Linked DNA regions of Mus musculus: region 1 is linked to region 2. A link is a contact called in public HiChIP or PLAC-seq data. All regions are on one chromosome and are shown on one strand. The core of a region is the stretch at or near the end of the contact, and the rest is flanking DNA. Distances in the headings are between cores, read along the strand shown. Region 1 overlaps Arid5a (AT rich interactive domain 5A (MRF1-like)). Region 2 holds the start of Neurl3 (neuralized E3 ubiquitin protein ligase 3).

Evidence for each region. HiChIP or PLAC-seq counts read pairs in DNA pulled down with a chosen protein or histone mark.
Region 1: a contact with region 2 is called in a CTCF HiChIP or PLAC-seq map of CD8 T cells, with 7 read pairs. The contact joins the enhancer-like site here to the promoter of Neurl3 in region 2. A contact is called at or near these places in 1 of 39 promoter capture datasets (macrophages), 4 of 15 datasets of contacts at CTCF or cohesin (CD8 T cells, embryonic stem cells, large pre-B cells and 1 more), 7 of 484 Hi-C or Micro-C datasets (the 63-12 cell line, B cells, CD8 T cells and 4 more), 6 of 115 datasets of contacts at active chromatin or transcription factors (CD8 T cells, the HPC-7 cell line, embryonic stem cells and 3 more) and 3 of 9 other capture datasets (adipose tissue, liver and pancreatic islet).

What each region holds. Positions count from the first base shown.
Region 1 is chr1:36,322,628-36,329,096 of GRCm38.p6, forward strand. It overlaps Arid5a (AT rich interactive domain 5A (MRF1-like)), which reads left to right. Exons shown (of 7, transcript NM_001172205.1): 7 at 1-1,402. Among named protein-coding and RNA genes, the nearest start is that of Arid5a, 18 kb to the left of the region's middle. Within about 2 kb of position 3,039, at least 76 of the 459 cell types and tissues checked have an H3K27ac peak or open chromatin away from gene starts, as enhancers often do. A contact at or near this core is called in the 63-12 cell line, CD8 T cells, Th1 cells and 2 more, where this site is marked.
Region 2 is chr1:36,270,340-36,277,547 of GRCm38.p6, forward strand. Neurl3 (neuralized E3 ubiquitin protein ligase 3) reads right to left here and starts at 3,086. Exons shown (of 4, transcript NM_153408.2): 1 at 2,999-3,086. The coding sequence starts at 3,026.

The sequences.
Region 1 (6,469 bases), core at 1,789-4,288, 52 kb after region 2:
CTGGAACTTACTCTGTAGACCAGGCTGGTCTCTAATAGAGGTCCACCCTCTGCCTCTACTTGGATTAAAGATATGCACCACCATGCCCAGCAACCACCTCGCCCAGCAACCATCAGAGTTTTAAACCGAATGGCTGGGAATTTTCCTTTGAAGACCTTGCGAATGGCTACAGGAGGTGATGGAGAAACAGCAGCAAGTCCCCGAGGGAGTGGCGAGAGAGTGGGGCCAGGAGCCAGGGGGGCTGTTGGGCAGGGACGGAGGAAGCCAGAGATGACTTAGGCTGCATTTAGAACCTTCTAGTCCAGGAGGCAGTTGGGCTTTTATGTGAAATAAAGAAAGATGGAAGAGAGTCCTGGCTCCCAGATTTGGTTGTTTGCTTTATGGTGCTAGGGATGGAACCCTGGACATTTTTTATGCTCAGCAAGCTCTGATCACTTGCTGCATCCCAGCCCTGGACTCTGGCAAGTGGTAGGTGTGGACACTGGAGACTAGAACAGAGTAGGGAACGTATCCTTGGAGATGGCAGAGTCAACATCTGGACACAGGTCTGGAGATGCTGCGGACACATCTGGCCAGCGTGTCTGTTTATACTGTGAGCAGAGTGAGTGTGGGGGCTGGGCTTGGAGAAGGGAAGCGAGCTAGGCAGTGATCACAGTAGAGCAAAGCCGTCCAAGGGCACAGCCAGGGCACAAGAGCTCGGGTTTCCACTTGACCTTAGCAGCGTGAGTATCATTGCACCTAGGAGGCCGGCTGGACACAATCTCAAGGCAAGGGACAACTAAGCACCACTCCAGTGGGAGCCGAAGTGGCTGCATGAAGGGCATCAACAGAGAACCAGGGAATGAAGTGGGGATGGGGGGAGGGAGTTGGGAACAGTGGGTAAGATCTCTAGACTGCAGATCTTGGTGTGCTGTGGGGACTTGATGGGGTGGGTGCACATGAGAGGCTTGGCTGAATCAGCAGCTATTGGTTGCTGGATGAGCTAGAGCAAGAAGGGGTCAACAGAGCTCAGGCATGGGGGACTTTGAAACAAGGGCAGCGGGCATGCTGGGTGGGCACAGCCGCCAGGGTAAGGTGTGTAGGCACAGGAAAGGAGGTGATGGGGCCTCAGCAAAAAACACAGCACAGGAGGCAAGAAGCAAAGGTTACCTTCCACATGAAGTTGCTGGGCTGGCCAGAGCCTTAGACTGGCAGAATAGACATTAGAGAAGGCCAGAGGCAATGAAAAACTTCATGGCTTTAAAGGAATTTTAAATCAAGAGCAGAGGCTGCCTGGCATGTTTAGATGTGTTTGTTTTCTAGTGTGCTGGATGGAACCCAGAGCCTTGGGTATGCTGGGCAAGTATCCAACACTGAGCTATATCATTTGGTGTTTTTTAAAAAAAAGAATTAACAATATTTGAAACATTTTCTCTTGAATAGCCGTTATTTCTGGCCACAAAGGATGACCTTCCGAATCAGGACCGGGGGTGGGGGGGGGAGCCCATCTATTGCCCATAGTCCTTCAGCTCCTCTTGTGTCGGACCATTAGGGAGCCAGTCCTAGCCAACTGCCCTGGTTCTCACCACTTGAGTCTTGACACTGCTCAGACACTAGGTGGCAGCTGCTGTTCTTCATGGTTACAGATCAAGACCAATTTCCTTAGCTAATGGCTCCAAGAATGTGGCTGCTCAACTCTTCAAAGGGCTTCTGGGCAGGAATGTAGAGCAATCGCTGATCTGGCAGGACCATCGAGGTGGGCAAATATGAGCACAAGCTCCCAAGACTAGGGCCTCACTCGCTGGGGGTTGTTCCTCCGTGTGTGTGTGTGTGTGTGTGTGTGTGTGTGTGTGTGTGTGTGTGTGTGACAGCCGGCTGGCTACCTGTGAGTCTCTGTGTCCTCTGTGATGCAGAATTGAATCTAGAGACCACTAATGAGCAGATGACTACAGAACACACTCCCCATCCTACCAGGGGGCAGCTCAACCTTTTGTGGGGAGCCTCTAGTCCTGGAAGCCACCTGGCCCTGACTGTGAAACTCCCCAAAGGAGGAAAGGCTCTGACATACAAGGAGAGCAAGGAAGAGGCGCTCCCAGTGGGTGTCTTGAAAGAGCAGCTACTTCCCGACCTTACCTTTCCTGAGGCTCTTTCCTACCTCTAAGGTTCTTGGCTTTCTGCTTGGGCCCTGGGGTAGAAAGGAACGGCCAAGAAGCTAGAAGCCAAATAGATTATGACCTATACTTTCCCACAGCCAGTGTGCCAGTGACAATCTTGGGTCCTTTCCTTGCAAGCAATAGAAATGAAGGCTAATGTAGACAAGAGAATTCCCGAGTGGCTCAAAGCATGAGGGACAGCCAAACCCTAGGCCCTGGAGGAAGGACTCAATGTGCATCCTGTGTCACTTGCTTTGCTGATCATCATAACCAAATAATTTCAGAAGTAACTTGAGAGATGGGAGGTTTTGTTGTCTTAGAGTTTTACAGCTGTGAACAGACACCATAACCAAGGCAACTCTTATAAGGACAACATTTAATTGGGGCTGGCTTACAGGTTCAGAAATTCAGTCCATTATCATCATGGTGGGAACATGGCAGCATCCAGGCAGGCATGGTGTAGGAGGAGCTGAGAGTTCTACATCTTCATCTGAAGGATGCTAGCAGAAGACTGGCTTCCAGGCAGCTAGGATGAGAGTCTCACAGCCCATACCCACAGTGACAAACCTACTCCAACAGGGTCACACCTTCGAATAGTGCCATTCCCTGAGCCAAGCATATACAAACCATCACATTTGTTGTTGCCTACATTAGCAGAGGTTTTATTTAGCCCATGGCCACTGGGTGGCAGAACCACAAGACACTGGAAGTTCTTTGTCTTAGGGTAGACAACTGGGGGAGGGGAGGCAAGGGGACAGGAGCAGGGAGAGGGAGAGGGAGAGAACACACAAACCAGGTATAACCTCCAAAGACATGCCCCAATGAGCTACCCCTGCAGCTCTGTTTAAGTAGTAATATTTGAGATCTCCAGAGTGTCTCCTGTCAGCAAATGTTCCCTGAGTTTGTGTCCACTCAGGGGTTAGACCACTAGCAGCAGGCCACGGGTGGGCTCTGTCTCTCACCTTCTCATGGGTTTCAGCTCTGGGTGACCCGTTAGAGGAGAAGCTGACTCTGGGTCTTGAGCTACCTGTGCTAAGGCTCAGAGAAAGTGTATGCCACATGGATCAGAATACTGTGTGGCACCAGGTGCACCCCCCTTTCTCTGGGACTTCTCTGTCTCATCTGTAGTATGGAAGTGAGTCATTTAACCCCAAGAGCCAGGGTATTTAGAGAAAGCCCTCTGTAAACTTAAGTCCTGATGAATGTGAGTCACTACTTCCCTTGCTAGCTTGGCCATGCCTTATCCTGTCCTTTACCTTAGCATTTTGAAACCCATGCATGTGTTCTGACCACTACCCTTTACCTTGCCTTCTGAGTCAGTGACTCTGACTTCTGGATAGTGTCTGGGTCAAGAATGGCAAGCCAACTTTTGTGGTTGTCTGCAGCTCTGGATTGACTCACTGCGAAAGTGATGCAATTGATTAGTAATGTCTGCCAAGGCCCTTGGAAGGGGAGTGGAGGTTCACCTGCCACATCCGTACCATTGTCTGGGGCTTGATGATGGGCTGTCTGATGCAAGTTCCCTGACCTCACTGCCACATCTCAGCCTGGCTCTGGTGGTTTCCCTCCCACAGGAATGAAGAATAGGGAAGCATCACTCGCTTGCACTGGGAGCCCAATCAAGAAAGCCTGGCTTGGATATGGGTTGCCCAGGAGCTACAGTTGAAAGCCTGGGTAATAGTCAGGGAGGGAACCTCTAGGGGAAAGCTGTTCAAAAGAGCTCAGAGGTTTACGGTCTTGCTTCCAAGTCTGACGGATTGAGTTTGAACCCCTGGATTCATGTGGTAGGACAGAAACAACTACTGGATGTTGTCTTCTGACCTGCATGTGCGCCATAGCATGCATGCCCCCCCCAACAAACAGATAAATGTAATAGAGAGGGGAGGGAAAATGAGAAGGGAGAAGCAAAGGAGGTGAACAGAAGGGGGAATGGTTCTTTCAGAGGTAACTAGGTGGGAGAGATGGGTGGGCTAAAGAGGTGGAACTTCCAATCATTGTACATTTGATATGGGGCTAATGGCCTTGGATGCATTAGGAACAAGTTAAAATAAGCCTGCCATACCCAGCTCTCATCAGCTCACTGCACTTAAGATGTGGCCCACAACTCTGTACTGTCCCCAGATTCAAACTCCAGTGTCTGCTTGGAAACTTCTTCCTTCCTCAGGCTTCTGGTCTCCCCCTCCCCCATTGCATCCACACTCTGCAGTTCCTGCCTGGGTTGAGCTCTGGGGTGTCCCCCCATCAGGCTTCTGGCAGTCACACACCCCCAACAGTTCTGGAAACACATGGGATTCCATCTGCCTGAAAACCATTCTCTCCTCCACTTGCATGCGTCCCCCATCTTCATCCTGGAGCCTCTTCCCCAGGAACTCTGGCTTCCCTCTTAGGTGCCCTCAAAGCATCTACCATTTCTCCACCCACATCTGCATCCCTGCACCACCCCACCCCACCCCGCCCTGACTTGGTTCTTAGGGGCAATCCAAGCTTTGTGTTCACTTCCAACTCCTGATTAGACCAACTGCCAGCTACAACCCCATGCAACAGGGGTCTATAGTCACTGTGAGTAGCACAAGTGCCCACTGGTGTGCATCACCAGTGTGAAACTTGCTGCTTTGGCAATTCCCAGAGGACGCTTTCATGTGCAGGGCCCAAAAGGCTTAGAAGAATGGTGACCCAGAAGAGCAACTCTGCTTCACCTCGGACTTAGACAGTCCCCACTCCGAACCCTTAGCTTTGGGAGAGGGCAAGAATCCACCCGACACTCTTCCTGCAAAACTATGGGCCATGCCCCATTCCTTGACCTGCTCTGCACACATGGAGACAAAGCAGGCAGTTGTTCTCTTTCAGGAACCTTTCTTTCCCTTTAGGGCAGGATCCATGGTTTTCCTATGTGTTAAAGCAGAAAAATGAGACTTGTGATTTGTCTGCCATTGTTATCAGTGTGTGTATGTACACACACCCATGTGGAGTGTAGGCACACCTGGACCATGAGACAAGTGGGGATCAAGGACAGTGTCAGGTGCCAGCCTTTGCCTTCCATCCTGCGTGAGGCAGGGGCTCTTTTGTATTGTCTCCTGCTGCCTTTGGCTAGCTGCAGCAAGCTTCTGGGAATTCTGTCTGCACCTCCCATTGCTGTAGGAACTCTGGGATTCAGATACAGGCTACTGCTGTGGTCAACTTTGTAGGCCTTCGGACTGACAGTCCTGCTAAATCCTCTCTGGTAGTGCACACTGGGCCTCCTTCATCGCTCATCTCCACTGTTTGAGCGTTGTGGGGCTGTCCAGGACTATGCCCTTGGTTTCAACAAAGGTGTTTGAAGTTGTCGTAATCATGTATCAGGGCAGGTAAAAGACAACCAGAGGAGCCAGGGGCTCGAGGGCACTTGTTTGTGGACATCGGGGAAATATGCAAGCCTGTATTATCAAGAAGCCATGTAGGGGGAATTCTAAATTAGTCCTCTGCTTATAGCTACTAAACACAGCTAGGAAAACTGGCCAGAAAGTGTTATAACAATAATTATACTAGAGTATATACTGGAATCAAAAAAGAGGTACCACCGGGCGTGATGGCACACGCCTTTAGTCCCAGCACTTGGGAGGCAGAGGCAGGCAGATTTCTGAATTCGAGGCCAGCCTGGTCTACAGAGTGAGTTCCAGGACAGCCAAGGCTACACAGAGAAACCCTGTCTCAAAAAAACAAAAACAACAACAACAACAACAACAAAAGAGGTACCCTCACCATGGGTCATTAAATGATTGTACTATCTGGCAAACAGAACTGCATTATCAAAGACCAGGAAAATGGTGTGTTCAATCTTTTCACACGTTTACACAAGATGCACATAGAAATAATAAAAACATACATAAAAAGAAAAGGATGTTAAAGTACTCTCACTCTCTACAGCTGAATCCAATAAAGACTTTAGAAAGATTTTGATATTTTAAGTGTACAAGTGCTTTGTCTGTTTGCGTGTAAGGATGGACATCACATGTGTGCCTGGTGTCTGCAAGAGGCAAGAAAAGGACATCTCCAGGGACTAAAGTTACAAATGGTTGTGAGTCACCATGTGGATGCTAGGAATTGAACCCAAATTATCTGCAAGAGCAGCAGTGCACTTAACCGCTGAGCCATCGTTCCAGCCCCGAGACTTCAGACATGTTTAAGGTGCATCTTGATCTAGTCCTGCCAGTTAGCTTCTAAGAGTTCTGTTCTGCCAGACCTAAGAGTATTCTTTTTTTTTTTTTTTTTGAAACCTATGAGCTATTAATAGAACTGCCCAGGACATTCATTCAGACGCCTACTTCTCACTCTTGAGAGTGTCCTGCTAGTAGAATGTA
Region 2 (7,208 bases), core at 1,836-4,335:
CGAAGCCTTTTCGCCAGCCCCTAGATGTAGTGCTTAGCCTGGAGGAGCCAGGCCTTTACTGACTGTGCATGCCTCGCAGGTGGCCCACAATAGCTCTGCTTTCCTCTCGGCTCCTCTGACCTCCTTCTCCCATAGGTGAGCTATATCAGCCCTCTCCCGCTGATCCTGGAAGAGAGGGGGACACAGCAGTTTCCCACAGGACAGGAGTGCAAGCTGAGAACAGGAGATGCCTATGTTCCCCCAAGGACCCAAGTGAGCTTTGGAACCAAGGGACTTCTGAAAGGCACCTGGCAGCCAGGAGGGAAAGTTCCCTGCTGGGCAGCCCTTCATCGCAGGGCTGGGAGAAAGCTGGAGTTTCCAGGCTGGGTTGATCAGATCCCAGAGACCTGCCTGCCTTTCCTCTTTAAGAAGGGGGTGGGGAGGAGGGTTAGAAGAGGAAGCTGGCTGAAAAAGGAAGATGAACTCAAGCTGAACTTGAGCCAGACTCCAGAGGAACCCCACCCCCACCCGCTGGCTGACCCCTGATCACAGGCCTGCCTACAGAGCCAAACATAAGACTGTGAGGTCCTGGTGCTACTGGCCAGAGCCCTCCCCATCCCTCAGCTGGGTCATAGCCACCACTGATGTGAAGGTCTCAAGTGAGGCTGTGGGCTAGGGGCTTGAGTAATAATCCTGGACAAGAGCAGATGCTGGAAACAGTCCCTCCGCAACCCTGCTGGTCCACCACAAAAGTAGAAATGGAGCAAGCAGGAGCCCCGGGCCTCAGCCACTACAGCCTCCACGGAAAGGGTTCAAATCCCCTTCCGGTCTGGAGGCTTTGGACTGCTCATCTTAAAATGGTGGCCAGTCCTCCCTGGCTGCAGGCAGGGTGTTCACCTGGGTGCGTTCCATCTCCAGGAGGACAGAGGACTGGAAGAATTGCTCTGGGAGAGGGAGACCTTCAGTTCACTGCCCCCATCTACTTCCCAGAAGAGAGGCAGGAGGATGGCTGATGGATATCAGTTCAGAAGAAGGGGGACTGCCCCAGGAATGGCCTCTGAGGGCACAAGAGTCCCAGGAAAAGAAAGCCTTGGCCTGGTTGGCAGCTTGCATGGGCAAAGCTCCATCCCCACTTAGGAGCCTTCCCAGGGATCTTTGGGAACCATGTCCTGTGTCACAGGGAAGAAGCTGAAGGGGACATGCTGCTGCCCCCGTGGGTCCCTAGGTGAGCAGTTAAACCACCTTCTCTCTTCTGCATGCTCAGGCCTTGTGTCCCTCTCTGGGTGTGGCTCCCAGGAGGTACCACCACTGGCAAGCCACAAGGGGCCTCTTAAGGCCTGGACTTGCTACACGCACTCTCTCATATGGCTTGTTTGGTTATTCACTGAGCACACGACCCAGATGGAGTAGAGCTGAAGGCCACCCTTACCCTGCCAGTCTCTCAAAGGCCTGCAGGACTTTGTCCCCCACAGAAGCCGCACCTTCCCTTTACACTGAGCACGGCTTCCTGGCTTTAGAGCTGGGTCACAGTGGCACGAAAGGGGTGGACACTTTTCTTCTGCCTTCCTCCTCCTGCAGAGACTGGCAGGCATCTTGGCCCTTTGACTGAGCAACCTGACAGACCCCACTGCTGGGCTGGGCTATGGCAGAGGTGGGCACAAGCTAAACGTGGCTCTCTAATTGGGTGTGTCCTGGTTGGCAGGGTTGGCACAGGGTTCAGAGTACTGTCTATCAAGAACTAGAGAATTCCTGTTCTAGACCCCATTTTTAAGCCAGGTCCTGAGGTTCCATACAATAGAGAGGTAGTCCTTCTCCAGTGACCCCCACCTTTGTGCTACCCACTGACGGAGGCTGGCCTGGATCTAGACTGCTAGGAAGTTGGGACAGGCCAGCCATGTCTGTAGGGTCATCTCCAGGCCTGGGCAGATGAAGACAAATTATAGTCTCTGCTGCAAGGCTCTGGGGATTTTAGTGATGGATGCTCAGCCACCTGCTCCGTGATGGCCTCCTAACTGCCAGCACCTTCAGCATCAAGGTCTTTGGGATGCCAGGCACCCAGTCAGCCCTTTGCAGAATCCTGTTCTCCCCTCTGCACCCCAGCATGCAGAGCTTGGGGAAGCTCAAGAAAGGTCCCTTCCTGTCCTCCCAGCCCCAAGGAGACTGTGGGCTCAGCTACACAGTTTCAGTCCCTCTCCCTCTCCCACTCCCTCCTCCCTCCTCTCCCTCTCCCACTCCCCCCCCCCCACATCTGTACCTGTTATACCCCATCCCTTTTGGCATTGTTACTGCCCTGCCTTGAATCCAAACACAGCTGCCACAGCAGAGGTGGCTCTGGGCGTGGCCGCCCACTGTGAGCAAGCCTTGGGTGCTTGCCAAGGGCCCTACACAGGGGCACTGATTGGCTTGGGGGGGCAGGTCTAGGGTGCCTGGTCCCCGTCTCTGTTCTAAGGGGTGGCATGCTATTTCCTGCTCACTCACCAGGCCCCTCTGCTAAGGGGACACGTGACCACAGGTACTGGTGTCTCAGAGAAACTTCTTATCTCATTACTATTTAGATATCTACATTTGGAGTCCTAAAGGACAGCAGGGTGGTGGCATAGTCCCAACCTTCAGACGAGAAAAAAACCAAGAGTCCAGGGACAAAAATGACTTGTCCACATTGCCACCGACAATTTGGCAAGGCTGAAATCCCTCGTTTTTCCACCGGCCTCCTAAGCTCTCCCCTTTTCCCCACCCCAGCCTTGATTCTCCCTTATCCAGTTCCTAGATAAAGACTGCTTACAGGTAGTGGGTGGGAAGGAGGGGTGTGTATCTCCGCAGCCATCTTGGACCAGACACCCCGCTTCTGCTGGGTTCCTGGGAAGGCAGGAAGCTCTCGCCCTCGCGCAGCCCAGACCATGGAGAAACCCACTCTAGGAGCCAATGAAGTCTCTGATCTCCCCTTTCCAGACCTCCCACCTGTACTCCATGCAGTCAGGACTCCAGAAGCCAGCTCAAGGCATACGGGAAATCTACTTACTGGCCTCAGGGCTGAGGAGAGAACCCATCAGCCTGAGCTCCTCCTGGGGCACAAGTCCCTGGGTCTGAAGATGTCTGTGAAGGCCAGTGGTCAGGGTTACAAGACTCCGGAAGGTTCCCCTTTTATAGGCTGGAGCTCACGTTACAGAGTTGTTGATTAATTAGATGCTGTCACGCATGACGATATCCGGGACTTTCCCCATGACCTCTCGTGGCTCACAGTGGACTGCTGCTGCAGCAGGCTGGTCTGAGATAAGAAGGGAAGCAGGGGCTGTAACTGTGGCTGCAGCAGACGGTTTTCTGTTTGACTTCTAAGCAGCCCTTGTCTGTGAATTATAATCGCATGTTAGTAAACACCCGTGCCGCCGCCACGCCCTCCCCCACTCTCCCCAACAAAGACTTTGGTGGTCCTGGTCTGGGATGAGATCTGGGCATTGGGAGTTTCAAGAGCATGCAGGAACTTTGATTAGCAGCCGGCATGGTGTCCAACCCCACATAGAGAAGGTGCGCAGCGCTGCTGAAGGTTAACTGATTGAGCTAAATCCTAGGACCTGTGAAGGTGAGGCCGCCCAGTGGCAAGGTTGGTTTGGGGGCTTACAACCCCACCCCCACCCCACCCCCCCTCCCCGCCAGATTAGGTCTTTCTTGAGATTCCAGATCAAAGCCACAATTCTGTGACTTCTGTGGCCCCTTTAAGAAAGGAACGGGGAGGGGGGGGGGCTGGCGAGATGGCTCAGTGGTTAAGAGCGCCGACTGCTCTTCCGAAGGTCCGGAGTTCAAATCCCAGCAACCACATGGTGCCTCACAACCATCTGTAACGAAATCTGATGCCCTCTTCTGGAGTGTCTGAAGACAGCTACAGTGTACTTACATATAATAAATAAATCTTTAAAAAAAAAAAAAGAAAGAAAGGAACAGGAGCACCTGGAAATGACAGTGAGCTAGACAGGACGGGGGGGGCGGGGGGGGGGCGGGGGCGGTTCGACTGAGGAGGGAAATAGAGGGCTGGAGACCCAGGTTGTGTCTGCTGTATTACCTTATGCAGATCCCTTCCTCTTCTTGAGGTCTGATGTTCTGGTTTGGGGACCTTTTCCAGCCAGCATGTGGTGCCTAAGTGAGAAGAAGTGGCCAGGGGAAGGTGAGTGTTATCAGTGTAGCCCTGGTTACCTTAGACATTGCTGTAACCCCTGGACTTTCTTTTTCCGGCCACACCCTTGCTGAGCGCCCTTTGTCACTGCACTAGATGTATAACTTCTGCCAAGACCACAGGTAGCTGCTCTAGAGCCAGTGCCAGTCACCTGGGCCGGAGTCCTGTGGCTTCTAAAGGTTGCAGTTCCCCCGATGCCCCGGCTGGCTCAGTCTAAGAGGTTCAGGCTCCTGGCACCTCCTGGCAGGCACACCAGTCTCTGGACACTTGTGGATGCTCCTCCCTTGCTGGGTTGCTCAGGGCTGGAGCCAAGAGATCCTTGTTGATTAGCCACATCCCCCTAACAGAGGTGTGTGGTGCCCAATCAGGGTGCCTGCTCTGCAGTTTTAGCCTTTCTAGAAAATGACTGGGCTAGCTGCAGACCAGCAGGCAGGTGGTATGGTCCCCAGACAGGACCTGTAGCCTGCTCGGGCTAGCAGCCAGCAAGGCAAAGGCAAGGCCAAAGACACCCACATCCAAGTGAATTTAGCTACCCCACTGACTGGATTCAGGATGTGCCGTTCTAAACAGGCTCCCTACATTTGGGGGGTTGCAGAAACAGGAAGGCCCCCCACCTTTCTCCCATGAAGCCAGCCCCAAGCTCCTCAAGCCCTGCTTACCGTGGACATCAGGGCGGGGGAGAACTGGATCAGACTGTTCCTGCTAGGCCCCGCCCTGTTCATCACCATCCCTTCACACTCACCTCTGCCCCAGTACCTTCACTATAATTGACAGTCACTCGTGGGCTCAACTTCTGCCTCCACCCTTCAGTGCTGGTGAGATGGCCCTGACCTGCTGCTAAGTCTGACCCAGGGACCCACATGGTATATGGAGAAGACTGACAGCTGCCCTCTGACCTTCACACATGTCGTGGCACATGTATGTCCACACCCACTAAACAAATCATACACACCACACACACACACAAGCTTCATGCCTGCTAGGCAAGCACCCTGCCAACTTAGCTACACCCCCAGTGGCATTTTCCTTCTTTGAAAATACTTTTATGTTTTATTCTTTGACAGTCTCATACACATATATGGTGAGGGTTTTAATCTTAAATTTTATTCTTATTATTTTAATCCTATATATTGTATGTGTCTGGCTGTAGCTCTGTGCCCCTGAGTGTGGCAGTCCTTGGAAGCCGGAACCTTTGGATTGCCTTGGGACTGGACATACAGGCAGTTGTGAGCCCAGACAACGCGGGTCCTCTGGAGGATCAGTAAAGTGCTCTGAACAACCAAACCATCTCCATGACAACCCTGTTCCTCTTGTCCCCTCCTACCCCATATGGACTCGACTCATTCTTCTTCCTTACAGGTCTCTCTCCAGCTTTCATTCCTGTTTTGTTTTTTATGGCCCACTAAGTTTAGTTTCACTTGCCTGCAGACATGTGCATGTGTGCAGGGTTACTGAATGGCTCACAGGCGACTTTCTAGTGGTTACACCCTGAACAAAGATGACTCCCCCTCCCTCAGCAGACGGTAACTACCAAGAACCTCTCCACTTGGGGTAGATCCTTGTCTGCCCATCCCCTCTCTGGGTTTTTATTTCTGGAAGGCTCCACATATCATTAAATTCACATCCATACTAAATGAATGCACTTTACAACAGAGGTGCCTGGGAACTCTTCACACCAGCCGAGTTGTGCAATCAGCCAAGGTGCACATAGGCAGATAAGGGAAATGCAGTTTCACTCAGCCATAAAGAAAGGAGTTACCATTCTCAGGGAAACGATCAGAGCTGGAGATCATCGATCATCGCGTTAAGCAAAACAAGCCGGACTCAGAAAGACAAACGTCATCAGTTTTCTCTCATATATAGAATGCAAATTTAGAAAGTAAGGTGTGTACTGCTAGGAGATGTGTCACCGATAGAGAGCTTACCCAGCATGCACCAGGTCTAGGTTCCATCCCTCCTAGTGATGGAGGAAGGAAGGGAGACAATATAAGGGACTCCTTGTGGGTGATGCTTCGTTGCCTTGAGACAGATTTCACTCTTTATTCCAGGCTGGTTTGGAATTCAGAGCAATCCCCCTGCCTCAGGCTCCACATTTCTGGGGTCAAAGGTGTGAGCCACCATGCTCAGCTAGAAGGAAGTCTTTGGAAAAGGGGGGGGCTTCGAGGGAAGGGAACAGAAGGCAGTGTGAGTTAAACATGACCAAAGCACATGGCAGATGTGTGTGTTGATGGCATAGAGAAGCCATTGCTTTGTACAGTGATCAGAAATGTGTGCACCCCCTGTCTTATTTGTGTCTTGTGTACCAAGGGTCCTAGCCATGATATTCTCCTAGACATTGTTGCTATAAGTTCAGTACTATACTAACTCAACAGTCCTTGAGGCAAGTCCTTAGAAAGAGTCTATTTGTAACCACTCCCATTTCACAAAAGAGGAAACTGAGGCACAAGATGCACAAACTGTTCCAGGAAGATGGCTCAGTGGGTGAAGGTGCTTGCTTGCCACAGGACCCTGGCAACCTGAGTGAGATCTCTGGAACCCACACTAAGGTAGGTGAGAACCGATTCCAGACGTCGTCCTCTGACCCACACACCCATACACATAAAAAAAGAGAAGGAGAAGGAGAAGGAGAAGGAGAAGGAGAAGGAGAAGGAGAAGGAGAAGGAGAAGGAGAAGGAGAAGGAGAAGGAGAAGGAGAAGGAGAAGGAGAAGGAGAAGGAGAAAGAAGGAGAAAAGCTTCTGCCGTCTCCGCCATGTGGCTTTGCTGCTTTGATGCCTCACTGGCTCTTTGTAGATATTTAGCTGACTGGGCTGGCACATAGTAGGAGTTTTACAAATAGCCTCTGATAGGTCGTCTAAGTGTCCATTGGATGCTATCATCAAGCTGGTGCCTTGGAAGTCCTGTTTCCAAGACAGGACAGGATCTGTAAGACTGGTCGAATAGGCCTGCCTAAGGAAATGCAGCGGTGATCGGGGCGCCCTCTGCTGTCTATAGTCAGTATTGCAGGATGCAATTGAGGCCCTGTGAGCCTGCAAGCCCAGGATGGGGTCAGCAATTGCCAGAGAA